Regions from separate parts of the Sus scrofa genome. Here all the other regions are linked to region 2. A link is a contact called in public Hi-C data. All regions are on one chromosome and are shown on one strand. Each heading gives the region's core, a stretch centred on a gene start, on an enhancer-like site or on the middle of the called end of the contact. The rest is flanking DNA. Distances are from core to core; before and after follow the strand shown.

Region 1 (2,700 bases), core at 43-2,542, 170 kb before region 2:
TTTCCTTTTTCTTCTGTTTAATAATCTATTGGCTTTTTAATATCTACTTTATTTTCTCTCTGACCTATATTATGTTCTAAATAAGGCATGCATCACCATGAACTTCCCTCTAAGAACACCTTTTGCAGCATTCCACAGATTTTGTATGGTTGTGTCTTCATTGTCATTTGCCTCAAAATATTTTTTAGCTTCTTCTTTGATTTATCATTAATATTGGGGTTTTTTGGTAACTCGTTGTTCAGTCTCATGTAATTGTTTTTTTCTCATTTCTTTTTCTGTTTTATGTTGATTTCTAGTTTCATGCCACTGTGAAAAGATGCTTGAAATAATTTTTATATTCTTAAATTTGTTGAGGCTCCTTTTGTGCTCTATTGTGTAGTCAATCCTAGAGGATGTTCCATGTGCACATTCTGCTTTTTCAGGGTGTAATGTCCTGAAAATATAAATTAAATCTAACTGTTTTATTATATGATTTAGAATCTCTGTTGCCTTGTTGATTTTATGTCTTGAAAATCTGTCCTTTAATGTGAGTGAGGTGTTAAAATCTCCTACTAGTATTGTATTCCCATCAGTTTCTCCCTTTTTGTCTGTTAGTATTTGTTTTATTTATTTTAAGACCCCAAATAATCTCTTATTCACAGCCTTCTGCATAGTTTTTTAGGTTAACAGACTGTACACATTTTAAAAGAGAATAAAATCATCACTCTCATGTGAATACAAAATGAACACATCAAGGATTTTATTTAACTCAGTAATAAGAGAACCAGTAAGGTATATAAAATGGGAATTTGACTTCCAGAGATTTATATTCTCTATCTGACAAAACTCTCTTGCCTTGCCATGAACAGGAATCATTTTCTTGGCTGCCCTTAGGAAATATTTTCATTATTGAACTCCTAGGGAGTTCCTGTCATGGATCAGCAGAAAAGAATCTAACTATCATCCATGATGATTCTGGTTCGATACCTGGCCTCAACTAGTGGGTTAAGTATCCAGTATTGCTGTGATCTGTGGCATAGGTCACAAACACGGCTCGGTTCTGACATTGCTGTGGCTGTGGTGTAGTCTGGTGGCTACGGCTCTGATTCGAGCCCTAGTCTGAGAACCTCCATATGCCATGGGTATGGCCCTAAAAAGACAACAACAACAACAAAAATTCTACAAGCTAACTTCTATCTCTATGAACCTGTAAGATAACCTAGTCAAAAACAGCCAAAAGCAGGGATGAGTCCACATAGATGAGCTAGCCAGAATGCCTACTAAATTACTAAGCTTTGCACAACTTTCCCCTTCAGGATCAAAGGCCATAGATAAGCCACACAAATATTTTGCTTTTTTTATTACCATTGGGACCTTCACAGAGCATCATGAAAGCTGTATAATGACTGAGATTAAATGATTTGCCAAGCAGGTGTCTGAGTCTCAGATTCAGAGTATTTTGATTAAAAAAAAATAAATTATGTTGATATTTGTTACACCTCTGAGTGTCTGAAATACAATTCATATCTGTTGTATTAAGTTTCTTAAGAACAGAGACATTGATCTACTTCTGTTTTCTTAGACCTGACACCAGATAAATAGGTAATTGGTAAATATTTGCTATATGGATATAATGAATGCTAAGGAACAAGAGAAAATTGAATATTTCACACAGTTAAATAAAACAATTGGGGAAAAGAACTTCTAATCATGAACTATCTCATATGTGTATTCTGCAAATTCTTACCCAATTTCATTGTATTCTGTGTGAGACAGATAATAAGAATCTGATATGGAAACCCAGAGGTTTATGCCTGTTTTCTAAGAAAACTGATAAAGGAAAGAACATCAAGCATAAAATTATTCTCTCTTGTAGGAAAGAAAGTTGTACTTGAAAACTATGCATCGCCTGGGCTCTAGAGAACACTCTCAGGATTATCTGATACTAGTCTGTTATCCTTGTGCTCTTTTGCAACTCTATAAATTGAAGATAAGTGGTAACAATGAAAAATAATTCTTGTATATTGATATACAAATCATGTCATGTCCAATAAAGACTCAATTGATTTCCCTTTCCTTCCTGTGGGGAAACAACTTTTGCCTCCATTTGCACATTCATTTCCATATTCCTGATTTATAAAGGTATCTGTTTCTTCAGATTCTCTAGAACCAGTTATAACATCTGCCTGTTATCCTCATTGTAAGAAGATAGGTTAAGGGGTCCTTGGAGAAAGAGAACCAGGAATGGCTTTCTTGATATAAAAGAAGCTATTTTGGCCTAAGCCATTTTGTGATCTAAGCCAGGCCATAATGATTGCCCTTGAACAGGTCTCAGCAACCATTGTTCTTAAGAAAAGTAAGGGAAGGCAGGAACAAAGGAAAAGCAGTCAAGAAACAATAGTTCAGCAATAAGACAGAATCCTAGTTCCTCCTCAAGGAATATACACCACAACCTGATACAGGTCTTTTGAGTTCTGTAGGAGCTTAAGCCCACACCAAGGTGGAGGATGGAATACTGATGTTAACCATCTGATTTCAATCAGCTGAAGCTTGGGCTCTGTCAAAGACATTTGTCCCAATTCCGTGCTGAATTCTCCTTTGCTCAAGCCTCTTCATGAATATGCATGCACCCTTAGCTTAAAACTTCCTTAGTTTTGCCCTTTAGAGAGATTTTTCTTTGGGAACAATCCCCTGTGTTCTCCTTAGTTCCTACAAGTAAGA
Region 2 (2,700 bases), core at 123-2,622:
CAAGTAGGAAATGCACATAGCTCACGCTCTTTGAGAAAGCCACATTTGCAATCTTGATCAAATCACCTAACTGTCTTATCCTCATTGATAACAATAGATCAGCTTCTTTATCTTTAGCTCGCAGGGCATTATTTTCATTGGTTTTACATGCCAGCATCAGAAAATGTCCTTTTGTGTGCTTAGTTTTTTCTTTGTAAAAGGCTTTTGGTAGATAGCAATTAATGTTAGGAAGGGGTAAAGGTTTCTCCAGGGGAGGATATGTTGGAATTCTGAGGAGGAGGTGGGGAGAACCTTTGTTACTGCGCATGTGGCCCTTGGCCGCCAGGCATGGAAAATCCTGTTCTCATTATTAGTGAGAGCGTTGGCTTACCCTGTACAGGATGGAGGAATCAAGATTATGCAATTACCGTATTATGTGATACTTTAAACTTCTCTGGGGCAAAGGACTGTAGAAAAAACCAACATGTTAATAACAATGTAGAAGAAAATGTAGGGCTTTTTCTGTGAACTTTGTGAATCAACTAATTTGTGAAATTCATATTTGAAACTAAAATCTAACATGATTTCCCCATAGTAACCCACATGTCAGGGTTGGGCCTTGATTTGGTTCAGCCTTTTAATCTGCACACTTAGTCTTTTTTTAAATTCCTTTATCCATTTTTTTGTGGCAAATAGTTGGCTAATAAGATATCTCAGGAGATAGTTGTTTAATATTTATTGAGAGTCCAGAATTTATGAACTTCAGCAGTGGCAACTTTAAAAGTCAAATGAAAATGAAACCCCCCCAGGTAGATCAACAAGTAGAAATGTGTACTCTTGACTAATTATTAACTTTGGTGTTTATCCTGCAGTTTCAGAGTTTTCTTGCTAGTGAATTCATTCTATTTGCTATTTTTTTTTCTTGTATTTTTCCAGGAAGAAAAAAACTGAAGGCACATATGACTTACCTTATTGGGACCGAGCAGGTACTTCATGCATGGCTTTGCATCTCTTTCCATCAGAGGGAAGCCCCTGCCCTCCAGGTGGCAGTAGTGACAGAGGAGTGTCCTTTGCAGGCCCACGTGAACTCCCCAGTACTATTAGAAAAAGGGCATTCTTCTTCTGATTGTTTTTACTTTTCTCTAAATTCTCTTCTAGCTGATAAGTAATGAAATGAAACATAAGAATTTCCCATAACACATATTCTGTTCTTTTTCTTCTGGAGAATTTGTCTGGTTTGCCTCATGCATGTGTCTAGCTTGAGACCAGGTTTCTGTGTGGTGAACGTGAACACTGGGTAAGAAGCAGAGGATTGCGGTCCCAGTGACACAGTGTGTGTGTGTCACTCTGCTGTGGATATTTACCACGTGGAGTCCAGCAGTTTACGAGTCAGTGAAATCTTCCATGAGTTATATCTTATGAATTTCTACTCTGTGGTAGGTGGCAGGTTGCCACAGGTTACACTGGGGGCCTTCTCCAGGTCTTATCCTTCCCACTTCTCACTCCCAGAGTGACTAATAGGAGCCAGTCCACTGTGACTAAGGTTGAAAAGAGCTGTGGTGGGGACAGACCATCCCAGAGTTGATCTTGGGAAGAATTTTTGAACGTAATTAAATTTATTAAAAACCACTGCTGTAACAGACTGAATCTGGCTATACTATAGTAGTAGTGATTTGCCCTAGTATACACTTTTGATAGAGATTTCTATTGTGTTCTGCTTTGAACTGGATATTCTATCAAAGCAAAATACAGACTTGAACAACTTAAGGAACTAGAAAAAGAACAAATTAAACCCAAAGTTACTGGAAAGAAGGAAACAAAAGAAAACAGGAAAAAGCAGAAAACAGCAAGCGTCGGCAAGGATGTGGGGAAATTTAACCCTTGTGCACTGTTGGTGGGAATGTAAAATAGTACAGCTTCTGTGGGAAACAGAATTTTTTGGTGACTCCTCAAAAAATTGAAAATAGAATTGCCATATGATCCAGCAATTCCACTTCTAGGTATAGACCCAAAAGAATTGAAACAGAGATATTTTTATACCCATGTTCATAGCCACATTATTCACAATAGTTGAAAAATGGAAGCAACCTAAGTGTCCGTCAGCTACTGAATAGATAAGCAAAGTGTGGGATATACATAAAATGGAATATCAAGCCTTAAAAAAGAAGGGAATTCTGCAGTATACCACAGTGTGGATGTACCTTAAGCACATGCTAAGTGAAATAAATAAGCCAGTCACAAAAAGAAGAATATTATATGATTCCATTAGTACGAGGTACTTAGAATACTCAATTTTTTTTTTTTTTTTTTTGCTTTTTCACCCCGTACCCACAGCATATGGAGGTTCCCAGGCTAGGGGTCGAATTGGAGCTCACTGCCTGCCTAGGCCACAACACAGGAACACCAGATCCAAGCCATGTCTGCGACCTATACCACAGCTCACAGCAATGCCGGATCTTTAACCCACTGAACAAGGCCAGGGATCGAACCCCCAACCTTATCGTTCCTAGTCAGATTCATTTTCACTGTGCCAGGACAGGAACTCCAGAGTATTCAAAATTATAAACACAGAAAGTAGAATGGTGAGTTCCAGGGGCTGGCAAAAAAGAGAATCAGGAGTACTAGGTATGGATTTTAGTTCTACAAGAAGAAGAGAGTTATGAGATGGATGTTGGTGATGCCTGCACAACAGTATTAATATAGTTGATATCACTGAACTAT
Region 3 (2,700 bases), core at 71-2,570, 180 kb after region 2:
CAACTCAGTCTCACAGGTAAAGCATCCTCCAAAGCAGTTTAATCACTTCTTAATCTAAGCTTTTACCATTTACTGAATCTCTAGAGAGTTAGGCTTGCCCACCCAGCTAACACTCTGCTCCCATGTGAGAGCTGCCAGATGCTGCTGTAATTGGATAAAATACACTGCCCTAAACAACTGGTCAAACATGTAGCCATGGAAGTTCCATAATTACATCTAGCCACTAAGAAAAAGCTTGTAGAAACTACCACTGGTGGCTTAAATAATTATCTGCTGCTTGAAATGAAAATCATCCTGGAGATTTAAGGGACAAAGGAGCCCATGACAATTGTTCTTACACTCATATGCAGACAACATGGAACTGTGGTACGGTTACAGGGGAAAAAAACAACAACAACTATGAAATCTATGTTAGCTTCGTTTCTCATTTCTTTAAAAGCATGTGTGTGTGTGTGTGCGCGTGCGTGTGCGCGCGCGCCTGCGCTCATGTGTTTTGGGGAATAAGGAGGAGTGTGTCCTGCCTAGTTTACAGGAGTTATTGGGAGTATTAAACGTGAGATATATTTGGCAGCACCCTACAACTGCAGGATGATAAATATTTTAAAGTTTCTTATTCCTCGATCACCCAAATACAACAGGTCATGAGTTTTATGCTGGTTTAGAAAAACACTTTTGCTTTTCCTATTGCTAGAACAATCAATTGTACACTGTAGGAGCAAGGCCTGGGAAGATTTTAATGATAGAAATGTGCTATGGTGTTGATCGCAGAAAATCTTTTCCTAGGATTTTCTTAGGACCATTTTCATTAGCTTTTCTGACTCCTTTGAAAAACTAGCCCATAGGTTAGGAGTTTCCCAGGCTCCGCCCCCACCAATCCTACCAATTTTAGAAGATTTAGAGGACTGGATCCGGGACCTTCTATACATAAAAAGAACCAGAATTTGCAATGCTGTTTAAAAGTTGTAAGTCAGGGCAGGAGTCTCTGGGCATATTTCTGCCCAGGTTAGTCCTCAGTCCGTCCAGCCCTACTTTGCCTTCTCCCTGTGGCTGGCTGAACCACAGACCAGAGGTTGTACGTGACAAGAAGGCTTCTTTTATCTCTTCCAGCGCTTCCACGGCCCTCTCCTACCACCGCCACCCGGTTCTCTTCCCGTGGGACCCGCCCTTCTGGCGGCGGTGGATTCTTTTATCTCCCGGGTGCGCCCCTGCAGGCGGCGATAGGAGACAGAACTACAGCTCCCGGCATCCCCCGCCTCCCGCCTGCCGCTGGCAAGCCGACCCGGTAGTAGCTCTTCTCCCGCAAAAGTTCCTTCACCCGGCGCTGCTCGCTCTTTAGGACCCCAGGGAGCACAAGGGCCGCTCTCTGGGAGGCGGGCACTGTCCGGGGTGACAGCGCGGGAGCGGGGCTATGCACTTGGGCGGGCTGAGCGCGGGCCCCTGCTGGCGTGCGGCGCGTGCCGGCTGCGGAGAGCTAAGCGCTTGGTCCCGGCGCTATGCTGTGGGACGCCTCTGCCGGCCGCCTGGCACCACTTGCCCCCAGCAGAGCCGCGGGCTGGGGCACGGCCCCACGACGGGAGGCAGCCCCCGGCTGAGGACCGGGGTGGCGGCGGGGCTAGCGGGGCTGGCAGGGCTGGCCGCTGCCGCCTTCGGGCAGGTGGAGCGTGCGGAGATGGTGCGCAAGAGCTCGGGGACGCCGAGCACCTTGCCCGGGAAACCGGAGGAAGACGACGACGAACTAGCCCGCCGCTGCAGCTGCTTCATGGCCCCGCCTGTGACTGACCTGAGCGAGCTGCGGACTAGGCCGGAGGACATGAAAACCAAGATGGAGCTGTTGATACTGGAGACCCAGGCCCAGGTGTGCCAGGCGTTGGCACAGGTGGATGGGGGTGCCCGCTTCTCTGTGGATCGGTGGGAGAGGAAAGAAGGTGAGGAGGTCGGCCCCTAGAGGGAGGTGGAGATAGGGAAAAGAGGTCAGGCTGGTAGTAAATGACTCAGAATAGGGGATGGAAGTAAGGAAAGGGTACCTGTAACAGCCTTTGCTGGGTTAAAAGGGACACAGTTAAAAAGACTGACACTGACAGGGTCATCAGCCCTCAGCTTGGATTTGTGGACCTAGATCGGCTGTCACTCTAGTACTGGACATTTTTTAAATCTTCTCAATTTTATAATGGCATTTTCCGTAGAAATCAGTAGGTCGCTTTTAGCCAACAAACTTGGATGTCCTAGGTTGTAATTGAGCATAGATTTTTTTTCACATTTCATCTGCTTCTCTGGGTGCGTTTACCCTATCTCCTTTGGAGCTGGGAAAAAAAAAAAAAAAGCTAGCTCCTCTTTACTAAGTGTAAGCCGGTCTCTGGTCTCCTCCAGCTGAGGGAGTTACTGTGTCCTTATGTCCTTTCCCCAGGTTGTGCAAGAAGTATTTGATTCAGCTTGTCAGTAGTTCTGCCAGATGCGCCATCAGATTGCCTGCCAGGAAAATCTTTACCTCCACTGGCAAAATACTTCAGTATTAAAACCAAGTTTTTACAGAGTCCTATATTCATGACCATGTTATTGCCTATGCAGTGGAACCCTACATCTTGGTCATAAATTTAAAGTATTTCTGATTCTTCTTACCTGGGAATACTAACAACAACTTCTCATTAGCTGATTTTGGGCTGTGATATGCCACATTTATTTTATTATTTTATTTTTTTTTGC

Evidence for each region. Hi-C and Micro-C count contacts between places; a contact is called where the count stands out from the background.
Region 1: a Hi-C map of liver shows a contact between it and region 2, with 7 times the contacts expected there. The contact joins two enhancer-like sites. A contact is called at or near these places in 3 of 47 Hi-C or Micro-C datasets (liver and undifferentiated spermatogonia) and 1 of 2 datasets of contacts at active chromatin or transcription factors (alveolar macrophages).
Region 3: a Hi-C map of embryonic fibroblasts shows a contact between it and region 2, with 7 times the contacts expected there. The contact joins the promoter of CPOX here to the enhancer-like site in region 2. A contact is called at or near these places in 3 of 5 promoter capture datasets (fetal liver, fetal skeletal muscle and liver), 25 of 47 Hi-C or Micro-C datasets (adipocytes, alveolar macrophages, blood and 15 more) and 2 of 2 datasets of contacts at active chromatin or transcription factors (alveolar macrophages and skeletal muscle).

The regions. Positions count from the first base shown.
Region 1 is chr13:159,981,784-159,984,483 of Sscrofa11.1, forward strand. No RefSeq gene overlaps it. Among named protein-coding and RNA genes, the nearest start is that of DCBLD2, 81 kb to the right of the region's middle. Within about 2 kb of position 1,293, at least 1 of the 83 cell types and tissues checked has an H3K27ac peak or open chromatin away from gene starts, as enhancers often do. A contact at or near this core is called in liver, where this site is marked.
Region 2 is chr13:160,151,954-160,154,653 of Sscrofa11.1, forward strand. It overlaps DCBLD2 (discoidin, CUB and LCCL domain-containing protein 2), which reads left to right. Exons shown (of 16, transcript XM_021070662.1): 14 at 916-965. Among named protein-coding and RNA genes, the nearest start is that of ST3GAL6, 72 kb to the right of the region's middle. Within about 2 kb of position 1,373, at least 20 of the 83 cell types and tissues checked have an H3K27ac peak or open chromatin away from gene starts, as enhancers often do. A contact at or near this core is called in alveolar macrophages, embryonic fibroblasts, fetal liver and 1 more, where this site is marked.
Region 3 is chr13:160,331,116-160,333,815 of Sscrofa11.1, forward strand. It overlaps CPOX (coproporphyrinogen oxidase), which reads left to right and starts at 1,321. Exons shown (of 7, transcript NM_001243844.1): 1 at 1,321-1,925. The coding sequence starts at 1,409.